2 separate regions of the Rattus norvegicus genome follow, and region 1 is linked to region 2. A link is a contact called in public Hi-C data. All regions are on one chromosome and are shown on one strand. The core of a region is the stretch at or near the end of the contact, and the rest is flanking DNA. Distances in the headings are between cores, read along the strand shown. Region 1 has its middle 27 kb from the start of Lpal2. Region 2 holds the start of Magohb (mago homolog B, exon junction complex subunit).

The links. Hi-C and Micro-C count contacts between places; a contact is called where the count stands out from the background.
Region 1: a Hi-C map of Schwann cells shows a contact between it and region 2, with 2.2 times the contacts expected there. The contact joins the enhancer-like site here to the promoter of Magohb in region 2. A contact is called at or near these places in 3 of 12 Hi-C or Micro-C datasets (the A7r5 cell line, Schwann cells and frontal cortex).

The regions. Positions count from the first base shown.
Region 1 is chr4:166,910,316-166,913,701 of GRCr8, forward strand. No RefSeq gene overlaps it. Among named protein-coding and RNA genes, the nearest start is that of Lpal2, 27 kb to the right of the region's middle. Within about 2 kb of position 1,961, at least 35 of the 93 cell types and tissues checked have an H3K27ac peak or open chromatin away from gene starts, as enhancers often do. A contact at or near this core is called in the A7r5 cell line and Schwann cells, where this site is marked.
Region 2 is chr4:166,771,740-166,775,204 of GRCr8, forward strand. It overlaps Magohb (mago homolog B, exon junction complex subunit), which reads right to left and starts at 1,601. Exons shown (of 5, transcript NM_001191105.1): 1 at 1,508-1,601. The coding sequence starts at 1,601.

The sequences.
Region 1 (3,386 bases), core at 711-3,210, 140 kb after region 2:
AAAGGCATGGAGAGGGGATCACAGAGGAACAAAATATAGATTAAGAATCCCTTATCCCAAATGCTTGAGACTAGGAGTAGTTCATGCTTTTAAATTTTTTTCTTATAGAATATTCACACATACATAAAAAGAGGCCCAGTAAGGGAAGAGATCTAAGTCTAAACATGAAATTCATTTCTGTTTCACACACACATTACACACATTGCCTGGAGGTAATTATATACTATATTTTTATTGCATCTATGTTTTGAGTGTGACTCACCCCATGAGGTCAGGTGTGGAATATTCCACTCGTGGTGTCATGCTCGTGGTGTCATGGTGGTAAAGCTTTGACTTTAGAGCATTTCACATTTCAGGCGTTTTACTTTTTGGAAGGGGATTGGGTTTCACTCTGCAGTGCAGGCTGATCTTGAACACACTGATATCTTCCTGTTTCAGTCTTTGGAGTGCTGGAACTAGAAGCATGAACTGTCACTTCTGGTTGTGTGTAATCTTGTTGGATCATGAGGTCCGTGTTCTAGTTTCATTTCTGCTGCTGCGATAAGACATTTGATAAAAGGACGCGGAGAAAAGGAAGGAGTTTATTTCTACTCACAGTTGCAGGATATAGTCCATCAATGCAAGGAATTCACAGTGCTGCAAGTTTTGAAATAGCTAGGCACATCCACAGTTTAAAAACAGAGAAAACAAATGCACCCACACTTGCAGCTTAGCTTCCTTTCTGATCCTATACAGTTTAGGAATCAAACCTGGAGGATGGGGGCTGGAGAGATGGCTCAGTAGTTAAGAGCACTAGCTGCTCTTCCAGAGGTCCTGAGTTCAATTCCCAGCAACCACATGGTGGCTCACAGCCATCTGTAATGGGATCTGATGCCCTCTTCTGGTGTGTCTGAAGACAGTGACAGTGTATTCATGTACATAAAATAAATAAATCTTAAAAAAAAAAAACCCTACAGAATGGTGTGACTAACTTTTTAGACTTGGTCTTCCTACATCAATTAACATAACCATGACAATTCCCTAAGGACTAGCCACAGGCCCACCTGATCTAGACTATCCTTCACTTCCCTACCCAGCTAACTCTAGGCTGTGTCCAGGTAACAGTTAAAATGAGCCATTGCATCCTGTATGACAGATTACAATGATTCCAGGTGCTTTTCTGATATTTTATTTCAATCTTTTTGTATCAAAGAAGTCTTTTAACCTTGGATACTTTGAAACCCTATAGTTACTTTAAATGCTATCTTTCTTCTTTTAACTCACTTTGGATGGCATTCTGTTGTTTCTCCATTAAGATAAGAACCAGTGTGTATGTGTGTGTGGGGAGGACTTTATTTATTTCCTCGTGCCAAGGGTTAAACCTAGAGATCGATACCCGTTAGAAAAGTGTTCTGTTATTGAGCCACACTCCCAGCTCCTCATGGGCTGTTTAAGCTGCAAGATGCAGATGTGAGTGACCCTGATATAAAACCCAAAGTGGGCATTGCTAGAACTGTGGTGTTTTGTAGTGACTAGAACATGATTTATATTAGCCTGCGCTAAAAATGAGTCAGCTTGATGACACATCCTCTCTTTTATAAAGAAAACAGTAAAAACATTATTTCCTGTACCAGTGAGCATGGTGAGGAAGGAAGGGCCCTTGGGGTTAGTTCTTTTCAGAGGTGTCAGCTTGCTGTAGGTTAAGGATCCTAGGCATTTGGCTAAAGATGGAATTCTACCTCCATGGCTTACTTTCAATAACTTGGTATTTTAGTAGCTTATCTTCCCCCTCCAGTCTGTCACTTGTCTTTCTTTCGAATCAGTATGAGAATTGTAAAGCCTGCTTTGTGTGGCAAAAGGCCTAGATCATAGCTGGACCTCTCCTGGGAGTCATTGCTCCCACTCTCAGGCTTTGTGTGTGGCCTTTGTTCTACCAGCTCCAGCAGCCTGGTGACTTCATAAAAACAGGGAAGGGAGAACTGTAAACATTAGCTTCTGAAGAATACGTTTTCTGAGACTCTTAACTCTCCAGTTACTTTGATTCAGTGTTATTGCCACCCTGTGGATTTCTTCGGTAATGAAACTAAGGCTGAGAAATCAAAAGGGGAATGAAGCCAAGCAAAGTGCATTCCAGTCTTTATGAGTCTCCTCCTTTAGTGCTGGGAGAGTGAACCCAAGTTGCTTTGGTTTGTAAAGTTGAATTTGTGGCCTGAGCTTGAATGAAATCATTACTTAATACACTTTCATCTGGAAGCCCCCTTCCTCTTCAATTTCACATATAAAAATCAAGTTCTAAGTAAATTGAATTTCAAGGCTGGACAATAATGTATCTAGGAAGAGAATCTAAGATCTTCTGATGTCTCATCAAATATTGTTCTCCCTAACAGGGTTGGCTAATACATACTATTCCCACAAGGAGTTGCTTATTTTCTCAATACTATCTCAAACAATCATTACTTGGTCATTTAGGAATCTACCTTATAGCACTGTATCTAGTGTGGTTCTGCCCTTTTATGGTTGATTTCCTTGGACTTGTTGTTCTTCACCCTTTAGAAGCATTTTCTGCCAGGTACCTTGGCTTTTTTGGAACGAACCCAGAGCCTTGCGCTTGCAAGGCAACTGCTCTACCACTGAGCTAAATCCCCAGTTGCTCTCTTTATAAGAATGTGCTGCCCAAGGTCACACTCCTAGGACCAGACCTCATTTACTCAAACCTCCGTGAGAACTTCCTGTTTCTGCCTCCTACTTCCAGAACACTCCTGAACGTCAGAGAAGCTCTGTACACGTTATTTCCTCTATGTTCCACTAAGCCCTGTCTGCTTTTGAGCCCGTGGGCTGTAATGGTTCATTTTCCTTTTTTGAGGCATTAAGGAGTTCTTTTAGCATTTTACTAGTTCTTTAGCTCAGCGATCGAATCAGAAAAGCGCTCTGTCTAATCGTATGTTGAAGAGCACTTGGATTGCCAGCATATACTCAATTACTGTGCATTTAATAATCCACTGTGGGTATCCCTGAGTACCCTTTTCACTTTCAAGCACTTTTCTTTCTTTTATCAAGGTGGTTGAGATGCAGAGAAGAGGGCAGATTAATTTTAGAATATTTAAATCTTATGGAAAAAGTCTTACGATTTATGACTGGATAGAACAATCTAGAGAGAATTGACAGTTTAGAATAATCTTCTCAGCCTTAAACTTGAATTATTGCTCTTTGTTGTGCCTCCATTAACTCTCAAAAATCTTCTGATTTTCTTTTAAAGATCTGACATTGAGGTTTTGTGAAAAGGTTTTTCAAAAACTCCTATTTTCTACTAGTCACTGCTGTTTAAACAGCAAGTACTTACATGGATGGTACTTATTTTAAATCCTTTAGTCGACTTTTACCTGGTGGACTTATTATTGTCACTTGAT
Region 2 (3,465 bases), core at 351-2,850:
GGAATCTTTGTGTTCGGGGGACAGGGTTTCTCTGTGTAGCTCTGGCTTTTCTGAAACTCCATCTGCCTGACTCTGCCTCCAGAATGCTAGGATTAAAGACTCAGGCAAAGCCTTTTTTGTTGTTGTTGTTTGGTTGGTTTTTTTTGTTTGTTTGTTTGTTTGTTTTTGTTTTTCAAGGTCTGATCATTTATTTCTTACTCTTAAACACTTATTGTTTACTGGACTAATACTCAAAATTAGAAGCTCCCATTGAGGACAGCCTACGTCTCTTAGAAATCTGTTCCAAGTATTTTTCTCTAGCTTCATTCTCTAGGTCAAAAGTTTAGCTCATTCTGTAGCTACTTTATTTTTCTTAGTGCATTGTTTCTTCAGAACAATACACTGGAGTTGGTGGTGTTCCAGGACATATGAAGTAACTAGATGTTTGGGTCTTGCGTGCTTTCTTCCTGGATTTCTTACAGTCTTTGTTCAAGGGCTTTTCAACGGTGCACGAGCAGACATCATCTTCTTTAGAGACACTGAAACACTTTAGGATTCTGCTAGCTCTTTGAGACCCAAGTACAGAGGGACAGGGGCTCAGTTCAGCAATATCATTTTTGTTTTTTAACAATAACCGGTGTACTCTGCACTGGGTCAAGAAGCCTTGCTTCATGGTAAAACCGTTTGTCATTCTCAGTCCTTTTTGTGATTGGGACCACACAACCCATCCATCCACTCTTCACCCAGAGCATCAGTAGCTACCTCTGTGGCCATTTGCTTCTCCGAGAAAGTACAAAGTTTGTATTCACTGTCCACCTGAAAGTGTTCTGACAGCTGGTGGCTAGGAAGGAGATATTCAGACTCATCTACACAGAGCTGACCAACTATCTAGAAGGCAGCACAAAAAGAGCTTCTGGGAGCATTCATTGACTCCCTTACCTTTGTCCATCATCCACTGGTGAAGAATTGTCTTTCAAACCTGACACATATCACACTCCCGTGTTCAGACACGGGGTTCCTCCCCTACAAAGCAGTCTTAACACAGATAGTGAATGAATGAGTAGGCCAAAAAGGCCACCTAAAGATTACAAGCATCCGCTAGAGTATGTGTCTTTTGATAATTCTGTTAACACTCCCGAAGCACAGGTTCTCTGCTCTTAAGTTTCCGATTCCTGTGTGTTCAATTTTTCTGACAGTGGCAAGATCCGCTTTTCTGAATTACTTTACAGCATTTTTTTTTCTCTTACAAGCACTGCGCAGGCGTGCTACACAAGCAAACTCTTCCAACATTGGTATGAAACCCTCCAAACCGGTTCTTCTGGAGTCTGGAGCGTTGTAACATGCCTGCCATCCCACTATCCCGAAGGCTGAAGCAAGAGAATCGTGAGTTCGAGGTCAGCCTGCACTACACAAGACCCTGACTCAAAACTAACAAGTACATTGAAATAAGAAAGGGAAAAAAAAAAAAAAAAACAGAAACCCATTCCCTGGGCGGCTCGCCCTCCCTCGCAGCCTCTCCGCCGCTCACCGTCCGGCCGAAACTCGAACTCCAGAAACTCGTGCCCAAACTTGCCCTTGTGCCCGACGTAGTACCGCAGGTAGAAATCACTAGCCAAAGCCATTTTTGCCCTCGGTAAAGCCCGGTATACCGCCGGTCCAACGTGCCGCCGGCGCGGAGTAGTGACGTCGCAGGCGCGGGCAAAGAGCGTCAACGAGGGCGCGCTTACTCCGGTAGGGAACGAAAGCCGGGAGAACTGAAGACAAAGCGAGAGACCCTCAGTTCTGAAGGTTTGCGCTGGAGCCGCTTCACCACAATCTCAAGCGCTTTGTTTTCTTTTTTTTTTTTTTTAAGATTTTTTATATGCTTCGATATTTATTTTTTAACTCTGACGGTTTTATACACGTATATGATGAATTTTAGTCGCCCCCACCACGTTACCTTCCACCATCCCTTCTCCTGCAGAACCGCTTTTACCAATAAGCCCTCCTGTGCTTTTACATCTCCTGTATGTCTGTGTTGAGGGGAGAATCACCGAGTTTTATAAAGATTGCTTGCATGAGCGCGATGGTTGGTACAAAGTCGCAGATTTCATTGTGGCATTGTATATTGTTTTGATTGAACCTCACTCCATACACCTCTCCCTCATATACTGTCTCCAATTCTTCTGTCCCAGTTATTCCCGCTGCACTTTCTTGTTAAATGCATCCTGTTACTCTTCCCACTCCATTTCTTTAACCAACCCGCAGTATCCTCTCAGGTTTAATAACCTATACTCACAAGCACATAAATACACGCATACAAAAGCTAAGATCCCTATACAAGATTTGCATTAATACTTCACGGTTACCTCACTTAACTATAATAATTGACAGATTTGTCCATTTTCCTGCATATTTCACAGTATTTTAGAAAAGAACAAATAGCTTGGGGTTTTCTTTGTTTGCTTCTAGTTATTTAAATGGGCTTGGGAGGAACATATGCAAACCATTTTTACTTTCTGGTTGCCCTATGGTATGGGTGTGTATTTTTCTGAGTTTTGAACTAAGGTTTACAAGCTGTACTTAGGGTGGGTATCTCTGATCTCCAAGCACATTGTAAAGTTGGGTGTGGCTCCACTTCCTGTAACTGGTGAAGTGAGTAAAGATACATTTCAGTGGCAACTGGATCACAATCTACCAGAGTCTCTTTGGATAATGCTTCACAGTATCCAGTGGCTAACAGCCTTGACTAAGACACAAAGTAAAATGTATCTCTCTGGTGGGGGGTTGATGTTCAAATAGCACATGAAACTGAAGAGTCCAGACAGTTATAAGAGTTTTTCATAGTGTAATACAACTTGTGAATCGGTAAGGATTAATAGTTTGTACCCTAGGTATTTGCAGGGATAGTTTAAGTTGGAGAAGTACGGAACATTCCAGTGTGGAATGGTCTTGGAGAGCACAAAAATGACAGTGAACTTGCACCCAGTGTCCACTCTTAAAGTCCTGGTTACCTTTCTGTTAGCACCACTGAGTAATCCTATTGGTGACTGATGGCCTTCTGTACTAATCCTAAGAAAAGGAGTTCAGTCTCAGTACTGTTCCCACCAAACCTTGGACAAGTCATTATCTCTGAACCTGTTTGATCATTAACTAACTAGACACAAGCGACCAACCGCCAAACACAGAACTCAGAAGATCAAATAACATGTGTGTGATATGCTTTGAAATCTAGGCGACATGGGTTTTAACGAGCCTTTCCTATGTGCCAGAGCAGATGGAAATTAGTAATAAAGCAATCACGACATTTACACCTTCGGAATAAAAGGAAAGCAAACATGTGAGGCAAAGGACAGCAAAGGGAAGCAATCAGTAAAAAGAATATATGCAATGGCCCAGCTCTGTATGAAAATGGCAAGTAGTTTTACTGGGGGTGGAGTTAGAAGATTATAAGCAAGGGGGGGGATTAAAGAGGACATAAAAATTGCTATTTGAGTTGACTTTTTT